Linked DNA regions of Mus musculus: regions 1 and 2 are each linked to region 3. The links are chromatin contacts, called in public ChIA-PET maps. All regions are on one chromosome and are shown on one strand. Each heading gives the region's core, a stretch centred on a gene start, on an enhancer-like site or on the middle of the called end of the contact. The rest is flanking DNA. Distances are from core to core; before and after follow the strand shown.

Region 1 (3,626 bases), core at 98-2,597, 380 kb before region 3:
AGCCCCACATGGCTGGTCCCAATTACCTGTCAATTCATTTCAAGGGAACCTGACACCCTCCTTTGACCTACATCAGTACCAGGCACACAGGTGATGAACATACACACAAGTAGGTGAAATATTTATTCATAGAAATTAATTTGATTTTAAAAAGTCAAAATCCTGGACATGACCTGTTGAACACATTTCTTAAATAATTAACTGACAAACTTTTGTCCATATACACAGAGAACCACTTTTCAAAGCATTCATGACTTAGGCTAGTTAAATGACAAACTTCAGAAAGGATTAGCCCTTTCTTTGAGGCAGAAATATTGGCTTATTAATAAAAATAACCTTTACGGCACTTGGTAAAATGGCTTAAAAGGAAGCAGCAATTATTATGAACAGATAAATGGTCTATAACTTTAATTGCTGCCAAAACATAGGTACGGGGCATTAAAGCCACAGTTAATCGCTGTGTTAAATACCACACTTACAGAAGTGATAAAAAGACAGAAATTTTAATGAGAAAAGCATATCACATATTTAATATTTCAATGCATTAAAAACTATTTTAAATGTGAGCAGCTATTAAAGTATAATTGTATCCAAAGTTAAAATGAGAAATCTTTTAACAAGGAGTTAGTCAAATTAGTCACTGGGCCTTTTAAGTAAGCATTAACATGAAGACAGGTTTGAAAGTCTACCATTTTCATTTTCTGAAGAACTCTGAATTGTTCTGCAACATCACCACATGCCTTTGAAATGTGCTGCTTTCTGTATGGTACAGGGACCAGCAAGGAGTCCCACAGCATGCTTGCCCTTCCCACTGCCCACCTTTAGGACTCCTCAGCTAACCTGCCATCATCACTTTTCTCAAGAGCACATTCTACGCTAACCTGTTTCACACAGCAGCAGAGTTACGCTGGTTAAAAGCTCTCAGAAGTGGGCACAGATTTTATATATATAGTGCTTGATCAACCACATGCCTCAGAAATGGTGCCAAGGCCAGGACTCCACCTCTAGTCACAATCGCCTGGAGCCTGAGCATAGAAAAGGTTCTCAAAGATCCAAGGGATGCTGGAGGGAGAAAAGGAGAGTGCTCTGAGCATGTGTGTGAAAATATGATTTTTGGCAAGAAGTCAACAATGCAAAGTCATCAAAAAATAGCTGAACTACCTTAATAATTTGAGAGTCTCATAACATGCCTCTAAGGTGATGTAAGTTTGAAATACTCAAGAGACACTTGAATCCCCACTTAAGTGGGCGTCATACATGATGGGAGCTTCCTCTGCTTGTCCCTACCTCCAGTGCCCCGGCCCTACCTCCAGTGCCCCGGCCCCACCCTGCCCCAACCCGCATGCATGGCTGCAAGGTTCACACCCAGGCTCTCGGCACTTTGAACAGTGATGCTGCTTCGGGCACAAGGGTATCTTCCCACATCCTGTCATACCCAGCTGGAACAGCCCACCCTTGGCTTTTTAATTTCAAAAATTCATCTTTGACCTTAGCAAAATTACTCATGCCGTATCTTTCTAGTAGAGAAATCCCATACATCTCTAGGAGACTTTTTAAGTATCTGCCTGAAGAGAGGTTGAACAGTGGCCTCTCCCCCTGGGCTGCCGACTGACACCTAAGTCAGAGCGCCAAGGGCCAAAGGAAAGACCAGACCTAAATGCTGAATTCAATGGAGTCTCCCAGGGAGTCCAGGGGACTCAGAGCACAGGCCAAGTTCAAATCTAAAGGTGTCTACTCACAAAAATCATTCACATGTCTCTGTGTGTGGGAGGGAATCGGAAGATGTGCAACTGGCCCTTTAGGTACAGCATTAATGGTATGTCAGGATGCAGCCACATGGAAGCAGCCAAGACACTGAGCACCGGCACCCTGGACATACATCATTCATTAATGGGTAAAGTCAAATTTGAAAGAACACTTAACAAGAAATCCAATCCAGCCCCTATACAGACAGATACACATATATATTTTGATATACTACTTCATTTCACCAGTACACTTTCACAGCTTTATTTAAGGATAAGATAACTCCTTGACTTAGACAGGTAACACTGAAACCTGCGGTGTTGATGGAAATTCAATTAGAGAAATCAGTAAAGTCTTTACACCAGCCAGTGCTAACAAGCACTCCATTATAAATAGCTCTCATGAATAGTCATTTTATGTACAAATTTCGGGTGCTGAAAGATATCCACTGAGCAAGCAATTCCAGGTAATTTGCTAGTTGTGATTATTGTAATGTGTAATTTTTAGCTGTGATAATTACCCACGAGATTTAAAATACACAATCTTCAGAATAATTATGGAACCTCTATTTAGTTCTTTAGGCTTGCTGCTTAAGCAAAGAGGCTGTGGATTTATGAGGCCTGGGGATCTTTCTCAAGCCCTTACTGATTCTTCTTCCTATGGTACTCTGTGTGGCTCCATTTCTCCCCCATCCCCGTGCTGCTCTCTCCTATCAAGTGTATCTCCTCTAAAAAGTGCCAAGCACACCAGAGGGACAGCCAGCGTTGATTTTCCTGGAGTGGACTACCTCCTTCAGACCCTTGGTGCTTAGCCAGAAACCCACCTGGAAGCAGACCCATCTTGCAGTGTGGGACACAAGAGAGCTGTGGTCCACTTTTACTCCTGATCCCTGCAGTTCCGTGAAGTGATAGCTGTATTTATCTGTTCTGTCATTCTAATTTCAGTCAATGAGGTAGGATATAACATTAGGGGAAACTTAAAATAATATGGAGGTTGATTACTATGACTAAGAGTCACTGGAAAAAACATGGATTTGTGATTGTTACACACCTTGAAGGAGTTACAAATCTGTCAATGTCATTCTTTTAAATTTGCATTTCCTCTAAAATGTACTGCAGTTTAATCATGTTTAAAGCATGAAAAAGTTAATAAAAATAGTAAGGCATGCTATTACAGGAGCACATGTTGGCTAATGCTACCAGTGTGTTTCTTCTTTTGATCCAAAGGCCTGTATGCTTTCTTTAAGCTACAACTTAATCCCATGAAACTGGCAGCACTCAGATGGCACTCTGACTGCATATTTAAACTACCCAGCTGCAGCACTTTACATAGATAGTAGATGACTTTTGAAAATGGCTTAAGTATAAACTGTGGAAACAATTACCATGAGACACATGTGAGACGCTGCACTTCAAATGTGGTTAGGACAAATACATAGCATATTTTAAGACAGTATGAATTAAAAACATATAAACTATTTCATTAAGAATTCATTATTCTGGGTGGGCAGGATGACTCAATTGATAGAGGCACCTGCCAACAAACGTGAAAACCCGAGTTCTAGCCACAGGACCTACACATTACACAATCACAGTGGAAGGAGAAAACCAAGGCCTACAAGTTGTTGTCTGACCTCCATGCCTGTGCCATGCAGTGTGCTCTACTACACACACACACACACACACACACACACACACAGAGAACAGAATTATTCTCTTAATATAATAAGATAATTTAGACATTTTATGCAAAATAAATTATTTAATAAAATGTTTCTAAAATCACTGCTAGATGACTTAAAATGTTTTCTGTTCACAATATGGATCCACTAGACAGGGTTGTCTCTTGAGGTCCTACTTCCAGCTCCAACTATCTCCTGC
Region 2 (3,398 bases), core at 297-2,796, 440 kb before region 3:
CTATAAACAGTCTTTAAGCACGCAAATGAACACTGCAAGTTGAAACTATTACCAGAATCACCACATTGCTTGCTTGCTTGCTTGCTCTCTCTCTCTCTCTCTCTCTCTCTCGCACACACACAGACACACACACAGACACACACACCATGACACATTGTCTCTTAAACGTCTTAAGATAAGCGTTACACATGTAATTTATTTGCTTTCTGAATTATTAGTGAAGCGCTGTGACTAACAGCAACTCGCTTAGATGGCTTAGGCAGCAGTGATGGCTCTGAGGTTAAGAACATTTATTGCTCTTGCAGAAAACCAGGGTTCAGTTCTTAGCACCCACATGGTGGTTCACATTACCTGTAACTCTAGTTCTATGGGACCCAATGCCATTCTCTGGTTTCCACAGATACAGCTGTGACACACAGACAACACACAGGCACAACATTCATACACATCAAATAAAAATAAGTCTTCAAAAAGAACAGCCCACAGTAGAGTGTTGGTGTCAACTAATACTGTTCCCAAATTGTCCATTTCAGTTCTCAAATACACTGTGGTGCTGTGAGAATCCGTCTACTGAGTTAGTTAGCAGACTTAGGCTAACTTAGACTTGTTCTCCGGGAGTTTATTTTTGCTGCAGTGGGTGAGGTGGTTCCACAGGTACAGGCCCTTTCCTTCAAGCCCGCAGACTGGAACAGACAGTTGGATGCAGATAAGTGGCACCTGTCTGCAATCCCACCACTCCTGTGGACAAAATGGGAGGTGGAGACAGGAGACTGGCCAGGAATCTGAGGCCTGCTAGACTGGGCACAAATAAGAGGGTCGGTGCCTCAGCAAGGTGTAGGGAGAGGCCAGCCTCTTCAAAGGCTTCTCTGATTTACACCTCACCGTCAACCCGCCCTCCTCTCAGGCCTGGGTACTCCTCACGCCTGCTCCATTGCACTAGCTCACCAAGACTCCCAACTCCTTCAGTCCCCCTCTGAGAAAGAGACGCTCCAGTCTGTTCTATCACACTAACCCAGAAAAGAGACAGTAGAAGGCAAAGAGAGAAATGTACGTTTGAAACGGTCTTAAAAGCAAATATTGTTTTAGTTTTCGTTAAAAAGTTTCTAGAAGGTTAGACATGCGAATGTTGCTTTTAAAATAAGCCAGAATCATATCTGTTTCTCACTGAGACATACGCAGTGAGCTAGATTTTTGCCTCTCCACAGTGCTCTATTTGATCGTACGGCATTAACGCCACACTCATATTTGAATGCACTCACTGTTTTCTTACAACACTTTGGACACAGAAAAGTCTTTCCTGCAAACGTGTCTGAAGAAAAGTCTAGGGGAAAAGCCACAGAAGTTAAGTTTCCATTTCATAAAACTAGGGTTGTTGGCAGAATTCAAAGTATAGCTGCGTGGCATTGACAGTGATGGCCTTTTTTATGTGAGACATTCAAAGTTTGCTGCCTGCGTCATCTGGAAGCGCAGACGTGGTTTAGCAGAACTGCTTGTTTGCCTCTGTTTTGTCAAGAGAGACGCAGCTCCTTACCTTACCCTGTGTGCAGTGCCGCTGCTGGGTTACTGCAGTGCTTTACAGACTGTGTACACAGGAAGAAGATGCTCTCGGGACTCTGCATGGAGATGTTTTCTCTGCCTCTTAGTGACAGGTGAAAGTGAGAGGGGTGCCCGCGAGCTTTACTGATCAAGAGTGAAACAGAGAAGCCGCACCCAGAGAAACTCAGCTTCAAATGCTCCACAAAGCATATTATTTAACTTACTTGGTATTCTGGGCAAACTCTTCCGTGGTTATTCAATTTATTAAATAACACAGATGTTTCAGAAAATGAAAAAAAAAATCTGACACCTCTTTGGAGGCATGACTAATAGGCCATTATGACAGCAATTAAGGAGCACCCACTGACAGACTGTAACAGCAACCACTACTGTGCCTTTGTTAGGTTTGCTGTTAATTACATCAAATTTAAGTCCCCAATGAATTGGAGTTAAACTAAAACAGGGCATCAAATGAAAGACAATTTTAGTGAAGAACAACTTGCTAAAAATGCACTTTCTTGAACACATTATAATTTGTAGTCCAGGTTCAGTGTTCCCTGTTGGATGCTGACAGATACATCCTAACTCCTTGGGAGGCATGCATTTCCCTAAAAGCATTTTCATATCAGCACACCTAACCAAAGAACTGTAAAGGTAGAGGAAACGGTTTCATGTCCCTAATTAAAGCTGCAGGAGAAGCAGATACTCGTTTCAGGTAATTACTGGTAGTAATCCCATCTATAAAACTTCTAGCAGTGAGTTTAAAGTAGAAACTACGTCTGAACTTCCTTTCTGCTCAGAGATTGCTATAGAGACACGAGCTGCTCAAGAGATCCTCCTTAAAATAAAAGTCAAAGCAACAGGCTTGACTTCTCGGGAAGCAAATGTTGACGTGCCCAGGTTTGTTCCTATCAAAGGGTGTTGTTCAACGATAGATTTGTGCTGTGCATGATTGACCTTAAAAGCTTAACTTTTTATAAGGCTGTAACAGTGGAAAATCCCGTGAAGTAAAACTAACAGCTTTAAAGAAAAAAGGAAAAAAAAAAAAAAAGACCCTGTACTGTATCATTTTGGAACACGGGCAAAGTAAAAACACAGAGACATCTGTTACAACCTGCCTTTCTTTCAGCCCAGAGCTCCGAAACTCAGAAATCTTCCAGTAAATCTGTAAGTTTAGATTCAAGGTTTGACAATATATTACAGAAGGAAAGAAATGTTCTATAGATGTGCTCTGCTCAGGCACACACCATCAGTTAAATCCAGTGAGCCTCAAACTGACACTCCCAACAGGGGCTTGTTACTGAACGTTTTTTCACTATGTTTTAATTGAATTAAATTTGTAACACTTGCTCTTAATAAAGGAAACTTTTTTAATAACATGTCTAAAAGATCACACAATATTGCTGCTCATGCACTAACTGGAAGGCTTTGAACACTGATAACCTAGTCAGCAGGGCATATTGAGTGATACCTGTATGTGGATGTAGGAATGCCCCTTACCCCGTAGTAGACACCTTTACTGATTATCGAGTTTTCACTAGTGATACCCCACTGAGATGCAGTGATTCCAGACTGCCACTTTAGGAATTTCAAGCCATGTCCAAATGACAAGTTACTTAAAAATGAGGAAAATGTGCATCAGACGTCACTGCAAATATTCCTTGAGAGAACACAGTAAGTAGAAGCCAGGTCTTGTGGCCATCTGTGCCAGAGGTTAAGCGAGCAGCAGAGGTAAATAACAGGGTACAATGTCTACAGCACAGAACACATGTACCTGTGGCTACAAGTTTTCAGGCACATTGTCAGGGAGAGAGGACGCCAAGGTCTCTGAAAGGTAATGCCTTCTCATGAAGAACTAACAG
Region 3 (3,775 bases), core at 237-2,736:
CATAAAACCTGTAGGTTGCCTATCTTGCTTATGTACCTTCTCTATCATATCCATAGCTGTGTCTTCATTAGAGGAGTACTAAGCTCTGAGATACGAATAATCCCAGGAAGTACATTGTACAGGCATGAGTAAGGAAGCTTTTTCAAAGGCATTATCAGTGGGTTATAATGAACAACCCTGCACAGTTTGGACAAGCTAGAGCAACCAATTGAGGGAAATCAAATCCAGTGAATGTATAATCCCATGTCAGGCAATGAGAAATTGGAAATCATCGTGCATCCAGCTCATTGCCACTCTTGCACAAGAGGTGGTACATCTCATGAACACCAGTATAGGCATTACATGAACTCATTGATTTTTTTTATACAGTAAATATTTAAGAACCAAACTTTATTATAAAATAATAACCAAACTGTATTATTAATATGCATGCTTTGTACTTAAACTGTTTAAAATTCTAGATCAATGACATATTCACTTTGCCAATAAGAAAACTGAAGTAGAGAAGTAGAGAGAGTCTGTACTACCTATTCAGGCCCCCAATTAACAAGTGATGGGACCAGGGTTTCATATCAGAAAAAGGAGTTTGAAGTCCATATTGTTGATTCCCAAATGATGCCACCGCTCTTTTATGTGGCAATAATGAAACTAATTCTTTGTGTAAGTATCAATTAAATGGAATGAAGTCATTATATTCAGAGGGTATATCTTTATTTGCAAAGAGACCTATGCCAGAGAATTTAATTTTGAATGATACCTAAGGCTAAAATTTAGCTAGCTGTCTCTTCCAAATGTCAGTGATTTAATTTTATTCTAACCGAGGCTTTATAGTCATTCATTATTTTGAATTGTTTACAATGCTTTTCTATTGCAAGATATATGTGGTTTTTTTTTTTTTTTAGTGTGTGTGTGTGTGTGTGTGTGTGTGTGTGTGTGTGTGTGTGTGTGTGTGTTGCAAATAGAACCAATACACTGGATACTTCAATCTTAACATTGAATTTAGTACTAAACACACACACATACACACACACACACACACACACAGAGAGAGAGAGAGAGAGAGAGAGAGAGAGATTTGGATAAAATTCCTTGCTCCCAAATTCACCTTTTAAATAAATGCAAACACTCAAATTCTCCAAGTTTTGAAAGAATGTATTGAAGAATATTTAAGCAATTTTAAGCACCCTCCTGCTTTTAAAAAGAAAACTTCTATGCTACAGAAAGAGAAGAAAGGACAGTTGTTTTCTGTCACACATTAGACACTCAAATGGGTACCTCCCTTAACTGCCTGGAAGAAGTGCGCTGTTGGTTTCTAATCATTTTTTTTATTTTTCAGATAAAATGGGGGTGTGATTCAGTTTTCCACACCAAGGTGGTCCCTGAGAGAAAACCTTAGATATATAGTGGAGAATTTAGGTTACAGCTTAGGTGTCTCCACTATTTCCTTTTAGACAAACCACATGTGAGAGAACCTCAACCTGAAAGTGTCACCAGTTACATGCCTATTCTTTCCTGTGCATTTTAAAGGTCCCGTCTCAGCTTTCAAGTGTGGCCTTGCTTGGCATCTTTCTATAAATAAATGTACTCATCAGAATAAAAGAGTCATTCCAGTTCTCAACTGAAAGGTCACTGTAAGCAACACCTACAGAGGTGAGAGCAGACCTGTCTTGAAAGCAAGCATACACCAATGGGCACGTAGATCATATTTTTCAAAGATCTTCAATAGCCAAAATGATCTGATAAAGGTAAAAGAACACGAGCAAGGCAGGGATAAGCATTAACTGTGAGTTCCGTGCACATGTCACATGATAGGAGGTACATAGAATCCACATCCAGTTAAAGATTAAGCACTGATTTTTTTACCTTCCTCTTATTGATGTGGCATCTGCAAGTGTTGAGAAATAAATAATATTCACGTGCCTTCGTTATGAGAGAAGAAACTTACAGTTTTATGATTTCTGTGATACTCTGGGATTTTAGACAATACTAAGTGGTGAAGGCTGAAAATAGATGAGAACATGAAGATCACACAAAACCCTTAGAAAACTGGAATTAGAAATAAAACCGTAGCCCCCAGCATTAGTTTTGGCATTTTTATGCTAGCAGTAGCTTGTTATAAATAAAAGAAAAATGTCAAATAAGTGTGAAAATGTGCCACGGACTCCTGCTATACGAGTTTCTGAGGCATTTTGAAGATTTCCCATACCTAGGGTCAAGAATCAAGCATTTTATTTTGAATATAAGGTGCACACTTTCAATATAGAACAGGCTGGTCTTGAATTCATTGATATTTTATAAGCCATTGAATTCATTAGTTTATTCAGAATATGTATATATATGTCATACATATATACACATACATACATACATACATACATACATGTTTGTTTACTATTTGAGAGTGCTGAGCTTTGGTAGTGTAATTATTAATCAGATCATCATCCAGTGTGGTGATGGCTAAGATATAGAATGTCTGAGATAGTGTGATAGAGGAATGACTTTCTGAAAAAGTTGTTTTCTGATCCTGTACAATGAATAAATCAGGTCTAGAGAGGGTGGAAGTTGGTTGCAGCCTTTGGATCCATGAGTGCTGTTCTGCTGAACATGCAAGCCAAGAGCACACTACGTAAGGTAAGCCTGGTGGCACAGGTTATGACAGGCTGTGTGAGAGATGAAAGAATTTCAGTATTTCATCAATGAGGTAGGTCAAGGATTCAGAAGAAAAGGGTAAGGTCACATTGTTGCTAAAACAATTGTGAATATCTATAAGTGGAATGGGACAAGAATGTTAGGAAACTATATTGGCACCATGAATGGGCTGTTATGAGCATTTAGAAGTAGCCAACTAGAGTAACAGTACTCAGACAAGGAAGGATGGAAGGGTAGCAACAGCAGACTAGATCAGTGGGTATATTTACAACATGAACAGACACTCCGGGAAAACTACTCAATGTGGAAAGATAGGGAGTTGTCTGGAAAAGCTCAGAGTTCTCACTCTGTGACTCACATCTATCCAAAACCATCCCATCAGTGAGGAGAATGAAGGAAGATACCAAGCATAGTCCTGTGAATGCTAAACTTGAGAAACAGTAGAAACTTTGGGTGGCTTTTCTTTGTGCTTATCCAGGGGGAGAGAAAAACTAGAATTTCTCTCTATTGAGCCATGGGATAAGTTTCCGAGTTCCAAGCAGCTTTAAGAAACATGGGGATAAAGGCCTCTACTCCAGAGGTTTGTTATTCACATCCATGCTTTCAAGCTTTGGAAGGATTCATTCATGTTATCTTATGGTCCTGCTCACTGCCCAAAACCTAGCCAGCATCTATCTGGATGTGAGAAATAGAAAAGCCTCAGATGTCTTCTGGCTTGAGATCTGAGTATAGTCTGTTAAAATTATACCTCTTCAGGAATAGATCCCTTCTTTGTATTTTAAAAAGTGATCATGAAAGTAATTAGAGTATAACCTTGATGCAAACCTTGAAAAAATGCTGCTCATGCATTTCCAAGCCATTAGTGACATTGTAGCACCCAGAATTTTCATCACGCCCACAGGTACTTCACATTCCAGATGGGGTTGATGATTAAAACACTTAGCACAAAAAGCTTTGGCTTACCAGGTGGAACTTAAGGGAATATAAGAATTTGTAAGTGAAAGACACAATTTCTTCTCATCCTTAATTATTTAATGTCCATGGAACATGGTTTATTGTCTATTTAAACCTTTTAAAAATACATACAGAATATAATGATAAGCTAAATTTACAGAAAACTTTCAAT

Evidence for each region. ChIA-PET counts read pairs in DNA pulled down with a chosen protein or histone mark.
Region 1: an RNA polymerase II ChIA-PET map of effector CD8 T cells shows a contact between it and region 3, with 24 read pairs. The contact joins two enhancer-like sites. A contact is called at or near these places in 1 of 15 datasets of contacts at CTCF or cohesin (CD8 T cells), 1 of 484 Hi-C or Micro-C datasets (regulatory T cells) and 3 of 115 datasets of contacts at active chromatin or transcription factors (CD8 T cells, effector CD8 T cells and memory CD8 T cells).
Region 2: an RNA polymerase II ChIA-PET map of effector CD8 T cells shows a contact between it and region 3, with 18 read pairs. The contact joins two enhancer-like sites. A contact is called at or near these places in 1 of 484 Hi-C or Micro-C datasets (CD4 T cells) and 6 of 115 datasets of contacts at active chromatin or transcription factors (CD8 T cells, T-cell acute lymphoblastic leukemia, effector CD8 T cells and 3 more).

Annotation. Positions count from the first base shown.
Region 1 is chr16:52,084,657-52,088,282 of GRCm38.p6, reverse strand. The region is part of intron 3 of Cblb (Casitas B-lineage lymphoma b); the gene reads right to left. Among named protein-coding and RNA genes, the nearest start is that of Gm23513, 19 kb to the left of the region's middle. Within about 2 kb of position 1,347, at least 16 of the 459 cell types and tissues checked have an H3K27ac peak or open chromatin away from gene starts, as enhancers often do. A contact at or near this core is called in CD8 T cells, effector CD8 T cells, memory CD8 T cells and 1 more, where this site is marked.
Region 2 is chr16:52,145,674-52,149,071 of GRCm38.p6, reverse strand. The region is part of intron 9 of Cblb (Casitas B-lineage lymphoma b); the gene reads right to left. Among named protein-coding and RNA genes, the nearest start is that of Gm23513, 42 kb to the right of the region's middle. Within about 2 kb of position 1,546, at least 46 of the 459 cell types and tissues checked have an H3K27ac peak or open chromatin away from gene starts, as enhancers often do. A contact at or near this core is called in CD8 T cells, effector CD8 T cells, memory CD8 T cells and 2 more, where this site is marked.
Region 3 is chr16:51,702,977-51,706,751 of GRCm38.p6, reverse strand. No RefSeq gene overlaps it. Among named protein-coding and RNA genes, the nearest start is that of Gm29686, 280 kb to the left of the region's middle. Within about 2 kb of position 1,486, at least 27 of the 459 cell types and tissues checked have an H3K27ac peak or open chromatin away from gene starts, as enhancers often do. A contact at or near this core is called in CD8 T cells, effector CD8 T cells, memory CD8 T cells and 2 more, where this site is marked.